Regions from separate parts of the Rattus norvegicus genome. Here region 2 is linked to region 1. The links are chromatin contacts, called in public Hi-C maps. All regions are on one chromosome and are shown on one strand. Each heading gives the region's core, a stretch centred on a gene start, on an enhancer-like site or on the middle of the called end of the contact. The rest is flanking DNA. Distances are from core to core; before and after follow the strand shown. Region 1 holds the start of Sh3bgrl2 (SH3 domain binding glutamate-rich protein like 2). Region 2 overlaps Sh3bgrl2 (SH3 domain binding glutamate-rich protein like 2).

Region 1 (5,231 bases), core at 420-2,919:
CCATGTTTGCGATAGCAAAGGTTAAAGAAATTTACAGTGTTATAGCTACAGCAGAACTAATATTTAGGTTTTTAACATTAAAAAGAAATAAAGACCTGCCAGGATTATATACTCTCATTTTACTAAATTTAAAGAGGCCTATGACAAAAGTGGATTAAGATAAGCAATGAAGGGGCCAGTGAGATGGCTCAATGGGTAAAGACACTTGCTGCTAATCCTGGCCCACAGGGTGGAAGGAGAAACTCCTACAAGTTGTCCCACAACGTCTACAAGTATGCTGTGCTGAATGGATCTACACAAACAAAATACACACACACACACACACACACACACACACACACACACACACACAACTGTTTAAAACAGAAGCAACAGGAAAGTTTGGAAACTTGAAATATTAGTAAGCCTAAAAAACAAAATCCTTTAAGAAACCATTTGTCCCAGAAACTTGCCAACGTGGGCGACTTCCTTCTCTCTAGAATTAATTAACAGCGTTCCCAGAACGCTGCTAAAGTCCCCTGCTGAAATGAAGAAAGTAAGTACAGTAATGTGAGGAAAACTGGTTCACTTCTACAAAACTATGAGCGGCTTGAGCCTTAGCCAAGCCAATACAACCTGCTAAAGCACTATTCGTAACCTCTTAGCCACTTTGTGAAAGCTTTCTCTTTAATGGTATTCTCCTGGGATACAGCGCTGGAATGCACAGAGGCTTCGAAAAAGGCAGAGATTTGGCTCAACTGTAAATATCAGTAGGGACACAAAGGCAAAGGCATTGTGAGGGGTAGGGGGTGGGGTGGGTGGGTTCTGATTCCCAGTGTTGATAGGAGGATTTTCATTTCTATCGGTACTTTTTTTCTACTACAATTACAGTTTTGCAACGAAAAATAAAATATCGGTTTTGTTCTCATTTGGGTTTGCAATTTTCAGTGTCTTTAGAATAAAGGTGAAAACCGGTTTCATTTACCTAAGAGATTCCCTTTGCAAACTAGGCATGGTGATACCTACTAGGGAGGCTGAAGGAAGAAAGTGAGTTCCAGGCCAGCCTGGGCTACACAAGAAAACCACTTCCAGGAAAAACAACAACAACAACCACCACCCTTTTCCCACGGTTGTTCAGGGTTGCAGGAAAAAACAAAGCTCAAACCACTGTCATGCCTGTCTAAGCCCCTGAGCTGCTAAGGTCTCTGGGGCGTGCCTGTGCACGTATCTAAAACAGTGGGTCTCCGCAGCTCTGTGACTATTTCTTTTTTTTTTTTTTTTTTTTTTTTTTTTTTTTTTTTTGGTTCTTTTTTTCGGAGCTGGGGACCGAACCCAGGGCCTTGCGCTTCCTAGGTAAGCGCTGTACCACTGAGCTAAATCCCCAGCCCCGACTATTTCTTATGGAGCATGCTCCACCCGTCTCCACCGCAAACAAAACCCAAGCTTTGGTTGGACTATGCACCACCCAGCCTTTGTCTAGTTTGCTGCTTCCTCGTAAGCTGGCTTCCCGCCACATAGCTTCTCCGCCTCCGGGTCCTTCCTAAACCACCTGCGTGTACGATTAATTTACCAAAAGCAAGCGTGGGGTGGAAGGGGCGCAGTGCCTGGTCACTCTAGGCGCCACGGAAACTACAACTCCCGTCAGTCTCCGCGGCCGCCTGGCCCCACCCGCCTCCCGCTCAGCCCGCGGCGGAGGCGCTGGGCTTTCATCCGCGGAGCGGCGGGAGCCAGACGTGTCTCTGCGGTCTTTCCCGACGGTCGCTCGGGAGTCGGCAGCAGCCTCAGTCGCGTTCAGCTTCTGTGTCCGTGTCAACAACGATCCCTGACGCAGCGAGAGGATGGTGGTCCGCGTGTTCGTCGCCTCATGCTCAGGCTTCGTGGCGGTGAGCCGGGCGGGCGGGATCGCGGGAGACGCGCGGCGCGTGCGCCCGTAGAAGACGCGCGGGCAGGTGACCGCCGGGCTCGGACCCGGTTGACGCGCTGGGGTCACACTGCCCGCGCTGGCCGCTGGCGAGGGGAACCATGGGAGCTAGTCCCCTGCCGCAGGTGTTGGCTCCAGCGGCCCTTTGCTGAGTTTAGAGGTTCCAGACTTGGAACACCCCGTCGGCTTCTGTTTTTTATGGGAGTTTAGACTACTTTGATTTGCTGACCTGACGTCTGGAGGAAACACTTTTTTTTATTTTAATTGCTCCTCATCTTCTCGATCCCAGCAACTCTTTTTTAGTTTTACACCTGAGCAAAGAGTAAACCACCTGAGTAAACCACACTTGTCCTGTTAAAGCAGTTATTTGATTTCTTTGTCGCTTTTTAGCCTAGGGTGTTACAGATACTTTTTTACATTTGCCCTTTCCCTTGTTCTTCAGCTATGGTAAATTTCCTTTTAAGAATAAATAGTGTTTTCTATCTTTAGCTACTCTGTTTGTCGAGCGTTGACTTCTTTGGGGAATATTGTTCTTTAAAAGAAGTTAAATCACTAGAGATGTCACACTTTAAGAATTAATGGACATGTGTGATGGAAAGTCCACTGAGACACACGTAATGCATGTGTAGGGGGTCAGTCATGTTTTACTTAATTATTAAGACTTGATTGCCTTAGTTAAGAGTTAAACTGTATCTCTAAAAGTCTCCTTTGTCAGATACTTAATCAGATGTGGAAGAAAGTACAAGAATGATTGTTGTAAAGTTTAGTCTGGCTAGTTGCCTGCCCAGTAGGCAGATTGTGTTAGAATTTAAGTGGGTGGGGTAGAGGGCAGAATAAAATACTACTTAGAAAATCCCCGTAAACCACTGAAACTCTTAGCCCAATCTTTTTACTAGAAGGACCAAGTTTTTACTGGACACGGTAGCTGGGGAAACCCTGCCTTACCTGTCTGTGCGGGCAGGTTTCGGCTCTCAAACTCCTCGATTTTTTGCTATTGCTTAGTCATAGGTGCCTCTTAAACATTTTTTCCCTGTTAAAGCCGAGCCCAGTGGAATGTACTGTCTCCCACATAGATTTATTTAAATGGATCACCATAGAGCTTTTGGTCCCACCAAGAACCTACCTGCTTCGGTAATTATTTCAAAAGCAGTTTATTGATTTCAGAGGTGACTCTTTCGTTGTGTTGGGAAAGTCAGAGGTGAATTACCTGTCTTCCCCATCATGTATCCAGACCTGCATCCTGTGACTTGGATTCATCAATTCCATTAACACACGAGTATTTGGTGTCTGCCTACTGTGGGACTTGAGTCTGGGTTTAATGTTTTGTACATGGAACTTAATTGAAGAAGTAAGTTCTAGTGTGCTGCCCAGTGTGGGGACCAGCGCCGCCCAAGCTCTGCCCTTCTCTCTCTCCTGGGCCATGAAGGCTTTTGAGGCCTGCAGAATTGTGCTGTCCTTTCAAAATGCTTTCATCCTGTCAGTTGAGTGAATGTGGGTGAAGCTCATGCCAGCTTGTTTCATTTGAACTGTAGACTGGTTAGCTTCAAAGTGGAGTTCTTCCACTTTGGTTTTTTAACTGAGTCTCAGATCCCCGTGGTCTGATGTGGTTTTTCAGATTGGGAGGTTACCCCCAGTTACCACATAGACACAGCCTGTAAACACTAATTATGCACTTTGGTCTGCTGTTTGAAAACGTACTCTTTTCAGGTCTTAGAAACACTCATCTAGTCTCCCCATTTTGTAATATAATCTCTTATTTCATGTACAGTTTTTCTGTGCAGCAGTATTGATATTTTAGGTTATATAAAGTTTATGCTTATCTGCAAGAATATTGACTTCTTAGCCATAAGGAACTCTTAGTTGAGGAGGCTAATGGTACTTACAATATTAATCTATATTAAGGTTTTGTGGGAAGGCTGTGATTTTCTTCTGCTGGTGTTGGTTGACTGGTGGCACTTTTTTTTTTATCCTGTACCCGTCTGTGAAAGAACAAACAGTGTTAATTCCCATCTCAGATTGGTTTTAGCTAAAGTATGTTAAACTGCAAGGAAGGAATGTGACGGGAATTAGACCTAGCTAAGTAAACCCAGGCAGCAGGACATTTACACAGAGTGTTTAGGGAAAGTCCTCCTCTCCTCTGGTTCTCATGAGCTCTGGAGCTTCCACAGTAGGAATGACTAACATGAAGGGTCAGTGTCTTTTCAACCTCTCCAGCTTCAGGGAGAAGCCTGCTTGTACTAGGTAATAAAAACTACACCACATTATACCATGGGCATGTTTACCATTACAGGTCATTTAAAATATTAATTTATGATGTATGTGTACCTGACAGGGGAGGTCTTGGTAACTTTGTCCAGGAAATATATTAAAATATTTGTGACTTTAATTTTAAAAGGTTATTTTCACTCTTGTACTAAACAGAATTTGCTTTGGTCTGCCCCTACCCTGCCCAGCTCTGTCCTTGATCTTGACAGGGAAGCCTAAGAGATAGAGGTGTGGTCTCTGTTCTTGAGGCATCCACAGACCAGGTGAGGACATCAGCTAGAAAAGGTGCAACCTTCCGTAATGACTTGCAGCTCAAGGACATACCTCTTACGGGAATGGGAATATCCTATAGAAATGCCACAGGCAGCGGAGGGATATATTGCTGGATGTAAGATTCGGAAAGAATACGCTAGGATCATAAAATATGCACGTGGCGGCAGCCTGCAGGGAGAGTGCTCTGGAGCTCGCTTTCTCAGGCTGGAGGTGGAGGTGCATGGGAGGAGGGTGAGCTGCAGATGCCCCTGTGGACATCTTCAGATGACAAGGTGGACTCTTCACGTTCCCAAAGGAAGCCTGTGGATTCAGACTCCACAGTGCTCTGCAGCTCGGAGATGTTTTTAGCATCTGCAGCCTGTCTGCTCCTTGGTGCCTTTTGTCCTTCAGACAGCAGGGTTCTGCCCTTCAAGGGGAGACTTCAGGCATGGGATTTTCAGAAGGCTGCTTTCCTCCTTGCCTGGGACTAAAATTTATCAACAAGCAAATAAAGTCTTCATTGACGCAAGAGGTATGCTTTTTGCATGGCCATCTTTTGACCATTTATTAAAGTTCTGTGGCTCCGTTGAGAGTTAGCAGGAAGCCCAGATCTACAGAAGTGAAATTCAACCACAACAGTTTCACACAGAAGGGAGCTTGGGCATAGAGGCGAAGTGATTTGCCCTAATGTCATTTATGAAGTCAGTGCACAGTAAGATGCAAATGGAAGCCAGATTCTTGCGTTGATTGATTGATGCATGTGCTTATTTTAAACATCGAAACCTCAGTACCAGGCTCGCTCTCACTCTGTGTG
Region 2 (5,717 bases), core at 1,328-3,827, 48 kb after region 1:
AAATTGGTAGCTACTTTTTATTTAAATTATAAATTTGTATTATGTTTTACCCCGTGACTATACCTTTCACATTTATGATTTGTTTGATCACAGATCGAAAATATTGAGGAAAAAAAATCACATCTTTGCTGAGCATGTACAGCTTGTGCTGTCCTCATTTCTGTTTGTTTTGTCGTTGTTTTTTTTTTTTTTAGACAGGGTTTCTCCCTGTAGCACTGGCTGTCCTAGCACTCTCTCAGACCAGGACACCCTGGAACTCAGAGATCCACCAGCTTCTGCCTCCTGATGCTGGGATTAAAGGCATTCGCCACCAAGCCTGGCTTCATTTCTTTTGAGACAGTGCCTTTCTGTGTCTGTCTTAGAACTTACTGTTGATTGGGCTAGCCTTGAACTCACAGAGATCCTTCTTGCCTGTGCCATGCACTAGGCGTTCCTGTCCTTATTAAGTAATGCAGCATAACACCTGTTTGCATAGATGTCTCGTTAAAAGCATTCAGTCACCTGGAGCTGCTTCGAACCGTGGCGGAGACAGGAGGGTGTGCACAGAAGTGCAGGTGCTGTGTACTGGAGAGAGTAGAGAATCCTGGGGTCCCAGCTCAGGTTGGATCCCCACAGATGCCAAGGGGCAGCAGCTTTGTGAAATGGCAGGAGCAGAGCCACATTTGAGAGGCATCTCTGGAATCAGACTTGAAAGACGTGTTGCAGTTCCTAATCCGATCTGAGTATTTTTAAAGCTTCTTTATCAAGTCACATCTTTTGGATAACATGAAGAACCTGAGTCTGTCTTATGCAGAGACTTAGAAATAATGGATATTTTCACAACCATATAAAGCACAAGATTTACTTTAAAAATAAAAAGGTTCTTACCAAGTAAGTTAGTAGTTTGGTTTTTTTCATTTAAAAAGACTTCTTGTGACTAGGAAAGTAAGTTAGGCTTATTCTTTTAAATTATAGAGATGTAAATATGTGTGAACTAGAATATTGAAATCACTACAAGAGCCAACCATGTTGACAGCTTTCCAGTGTGCCTCACAATCCTCACACACACAGTGACTGAGGCTTGGCTCCGGCCTCAGTCGGGGCTCAGTTCTGAAGTGCATTTGAATGCAGCTGAACCTGTAGTGCATTGTGGAGGCTTTGTCTGAGTAACAGGTCCTTTGAGGCTGCCTGGGACAGGTACTGTGGGAAGCGTCAGAGGGAGGGAGGCAGTGGCCTTGGATAATAGAGGCCCTGCAGCAGCGCCTGTGAAGCAGAGCCTCCACTGTGACAGCACGCTTTGTCTGTACGTCAGCAGGCCGCAGATGGCCCGTGGGTGGTCCTATGCACAGGTTTGTTAGCAGAGGCACCCACACAGAAAGTATTTACAGGTTCTTAAAACTATTTTTATACAAGTCAGACATTGAATATTTGTTAAGAAAATTAGTATTTGTATAAAATATATCACCCAAAGATATTAAACAATCCAGATTCATCTTCAGAGAACTGGGGGATGGAGCAGTGTGTGTGGTGGGGAAATGCTGAGGCAAGGATTACCTTACAGAGGCAAGATCCCAGTAGACTGGGTCAGAACCTCGTAGAAAATTCTGTGTGCACACCATCTTTGTTCTTATTTTCTCCCAAGGTACAGATTCTTCAGAGATTCATCAGGCTGGTGTTTTTAGACTTTAGACCAGTGGTTCTCAATATGTGGGTCATCACCCCTGTGGGAGGGTCAAATGAGCCTTTCACAGGGGTTGCATATCAGCTATGAGGTAGCAGTGAAAATAATTTTAGAGTTGGAGGTCACCACAGCATGAGGAACTACAGTATAGGGGCAAAATATTCGGAAGGGTGAGAGCCACTGCAGTAGACAATGAGTTTGTCCACTACAGTTCTTGTTTAGCACACATGAAATCCTGTTTCAATCCCGAGAACTGACTAGGATGAGCATGGTATGATATCCCTGTAACTCTAACACAGTAGAGATGGAGAACGGGAATCAGAAATGTGAGGTCTTCCCTGGTTCTATAGCAAGGTCATGGCCAGACTGGACTGCTTGAAACCCTGACTCAAAACAACAGTAACAAAAGCCCACAATGTATTCTCCTTAGCATTTGTAAAGAAGTTACAATCTATGCAGGGTTCATGATCTTTGTGATATCTGGTCTTAGTCCATTTGAAGTTGGTCCCTCAATAGGTTGGAAGCCTGGGAACGAAGTTCCTGGGCAGGAATTGTTGGGAGAGAGCACAGAACTGGCTGGCTTGGTATCTGAACCGTAGAGTGCAGCAGCCCACATACTTCGTCTTCCTCGGACATAAGTGGAAGTGTAACAGCTCACAGGTGCCTCCCCCTTCTAGTTGCTTAGTTTTACATTAGTTATAATTCATTATAAAGTGTGCAGTTTAAGGCTTGGACAACGTGGTCACAGATGTGATTCAGCAAAAGTGACCCTTGTCCTCTGTCTGCCACCTGCACCATGCGTACGTAAGAGGAAGCCAGCCAGCAAACACAGAAGCTCACTGTTAACGTCTGTAATTGCCCCCACACAGTGGTAGGAGATAGCGTTGATGATTCACAGGCAGGAACGAGTTGCCTCTGACTGGGCTGTGCTCCAAAGTAGACAATGGGAGAAGGACAGAGATCACTCAATGGTGGCCTAACAGCCACACTGGCCCAGGACATATTGTTTGTCTTGCATAGGACTTGTTAATGTAAAAGGTAAATGTATTGCCTTGTAGAATTAAAGTTTCTACTTCCATCGAAGCTGAGAAAGGTGGATATAACAGGATGGGAGTGTGGAGTGACAGGAGTTGACAGTGGCAGGCCTCCATGGTATCCCCTGATGAGGAAGGGGGCCCATTCACCAGCAATTGTCAAGAAAAGCCATGAAGTGCGGTTATTCTTTTTTTTTTTTTTTTTTTAACTTGAGTATTTCTTATATACATTTCGAGTGTTATTCCCTTTCCCGGTTTCCGGGCAAACATCCCCCTAATCCCTCCCCCTCCCCTTCCTTATGGGTGTTCCCCTACCCATCCTCCCCCCATTGCCGCCCTCCCCCCAACAATCACGTTCACTGGGGGTTCAGTCTTAGCAGGACCCAGGGCTTCCCCTTCCACTGGTGCTCTTACTAGGATATTCATTGCTACCTATGGGGTCAGAGTCCAGGGTCAGTCCATGTATAGTCTTTAGGTAGTGGCTTAGTCCCTGGAAGCTCTGGTTGCTTGGCATTGTTGTTCATAAGGGGTCTCGAGCCCCTTCAAGCTCTTCCAGTTCTTTCTCTGATTCCTTCAACGGGGGTCCTATTCTCAGTTCAGTGGTTTGCTGAAGTGCGGTTATTCTAATAATCTCCAAGGAGATCCTCTTAGGGGAATATTTGCTGCTAGGAGGTGATTACCAAATCCATAACAGCTGATTGCACTGCACTATTGCAGCAAATGCACTGGCTTCTTGGTGACATTTGTTCATTTGCATCATGTGACAGACAGAATAGCACTTGGACAATAGGGATGGTGATGCTTTCTGAATGTTGTGACCATTTTGATGATGTCACTCATCTGGGATCACCCTTAACCAGTGCCTCTTCATGCTCCTGGGTTACAGCTACCTACTGTGAGCTAGCGGCACAGCCGTGTTCAAAGAAAGACTCAGTGGCTACTGAAAAGTGGAGCTTTTCTTTGCGTGTTTGCAGTTTGGGTGTGTGACTGAAATGGAGGCTCTGGCTTAAAAGCCAGGACTCACTTCTATCAGTAGCGTGGGGTGAGTCATCATAGCCCTCCTCATACCTGTTCCTGACATTAAAACAACACTGCCAAAGGCCATGTTCTTGTCAATGCAGCATAATAACCGTGCCTTTCCCCCTTCTGTTCTGTAGGCTGAACCTTAGAGGTAGAGTGGAAGGTGATGGACTTGCATTTTGGAGCATCCCCTGGTACTCAGCACTCACCTGCTTACCTGATGCATCACTGTGACAAAGCCACACACACAATCTGTAACTTCGCTTGACCCGGAGAAGGTGTTTTTGGAGGATGTGGGAATAATGGGGACTGCGTGATTGCTCTGAGCCAATCAGGACTGTGGTGGTGGTTCTCTTATTTTTCTGATTTGTCTGCAGTTGCTCCACTCACCTGAAAGTACTCTCCTCTGTGACAGGTCGGCTTCCTTAATGACTGACAGATAATTGGGTAGCACCATCAGGGAAAAAACACTGGACCTACCCTAGGGTTTATTAGAAACCGGTCTTGCAGAAACCCATTCCTCTCTAAGCTGCCTGCCTGCCATCCTTGAAACCATTTTGCCAGGATGGTAACATCATTGAATCCAAAAGAAGAAAGCAGTGCTGGCTGACAAAGGACTCTGAGGGTTCTTGTGGTAGCGTCACAAATGTCACTACTCTGCTACTTAACGCCTGCTGGAAAAGCTAGATGCTCTCAACTCCGTTCTGTAGTGGAGACCCTCACTTCTGTATATTCTCCAGGTGCTTCCAAAACCACCATTGCAAGATCTAATGATCACAGCCAAGTTACAAGGCAGAAAAGAATTGCTGCTTTGGAAAATGTCTCCTTCTTTATATCTTGCAAGGGGGAAGTTTCACTGTATGCATAAGCCTCCTTGAGAGGTCTATTTTGAGAGGTGCACCGCTCATATAGTAAGTTAATAGAGTTTGCTCTGTCAGTGTGCAGAAGCGTTTTCAGCTCTTGTAGTTTGCTTGCACACACATGCACATATATTTTTAAATGCAGCTCCCCAAAGTAACAGCTGCTGGTTCTATTTTGTGAAGGGATTATATTTTTGGAGAAAGGAAATGCTTGGTTAGATATATTTTGTGAGCCATTGACGCCAGTCCTGCCGGGGCTGGGGCTCAGCGGTAGAACAATGCATAGCACACACAGATTCTGCACTCAGCTCCAGTACAGTGGAAAGGAAAGAGACACCAGGCTGGCTGCCTCGTGTGACTTCCCATGTTACCTACCTTAGTCTCTACCCTCCTAGTTCTATTTCAGTCCAGCTCACAGACTTGGGCTTTTCAGAATAACACAGATAGGCACTCTTGCACTCTTGAGCACAAGTGAGACTTCAAGCAGCACAGACAGGAAGGGCTGTCTAGAGCATGGTCCTGAATGTCTTTGGGAGGCAAAGTCCCTGCTCCCCCTGGGTGAACACTGACGTGTGATTTTCACTCGCCGGGATCATGGCATATTTAGAGTTAGTTTCGCACATAGGGATGGCCTTGAACAGGAAAGAGGCTGATTGAAATCTCGGCCTAGTCCTAGCAGGGTGGTGCTGGCCTCTCGCTCTGATTCTGAGAAGGAAATGTTTGCGAAATTGAAAGGTCAAACAAGCGGCCCCCTTTGCCAGCCCACCTCAAGCTTTGCTGAACGTGCTCTGCTCCGCATGCTGAAGCTGAGATCCTGTTGCATCAAGAAGAGAGGAGGACAGCTTCCTTTATGAATGACCAAATGACCGGTGCACAATTTTCTGTCCAAGGAAAGCTTGTCAAGTTGTGGGTATTAGTGGCTGACCGGTATTAAACAAGATCCAGGAAAAATTCCATTTGGTAAATCCCGGGGAGGTTCCAGGGTTTTGTTTTTGTGTTTTGTTTTTCCTCCTCTAACTGGATATTGTGCTTGAATTTGTGAGTCTTCTGAGGAATGTTTTTAAATTGTCTTGTGAAATCAACCCAGGTTATATCGATCTACTTACTTACATCGAGTCTACTCTTGCCAGTGAGTGCCAATAA

The links. Hi-C and Micro-C count contacts between places; a contact is called where the count stands out from the background.
Region 2: a Hi-C map of liver shows a contact between it and region 1, with 1.8 times the contacts expected there. The contact joins the enhancer-like site here to the promoter of Sh3bgrl2 in region 1. A contact is called at or near these places in 3 of 12 Hi-C or Micro-C datasets (the Rat2 cell line, liver and mammary epithelial cells).

The regions. Positions count from the first base shown.
Region 1 is chr8:93,339,480-93,344,710 of GRCr8, forward strand. It overlaps Sh3bgrl2 (SH3 domain binding glutamate-rich protein like 2), which reads left to right and starts at 1,670. Exons shown (of 4, transcript NM_001389250.1): 1 at 1,670-1,862. The coding sequence starts at 1,818.
Region 2 is chr8:93,386,859-93,392,575 of GRCr8, forward strand. Sh3bgrl2 (SH3 domain binding glutamate-rich protein like 2) reads left to right here. Exons shown (of 4, transcript NM_001389250.1): 4 at 3,852-5,717. The coding sequence ends at 3,863. Among named protein-coding and RNA genes, the nearest start is that of Sh3bgrl2, 49 kb to the left of the region's middle. Within about 2 kb of position 2,578, at least 27 of the 93 cell types and tissues checked have an H3K27ac peak or open chromatin away from gene starts, as enhancers often do. A contact at or near this core is called in liver, where this site is marked.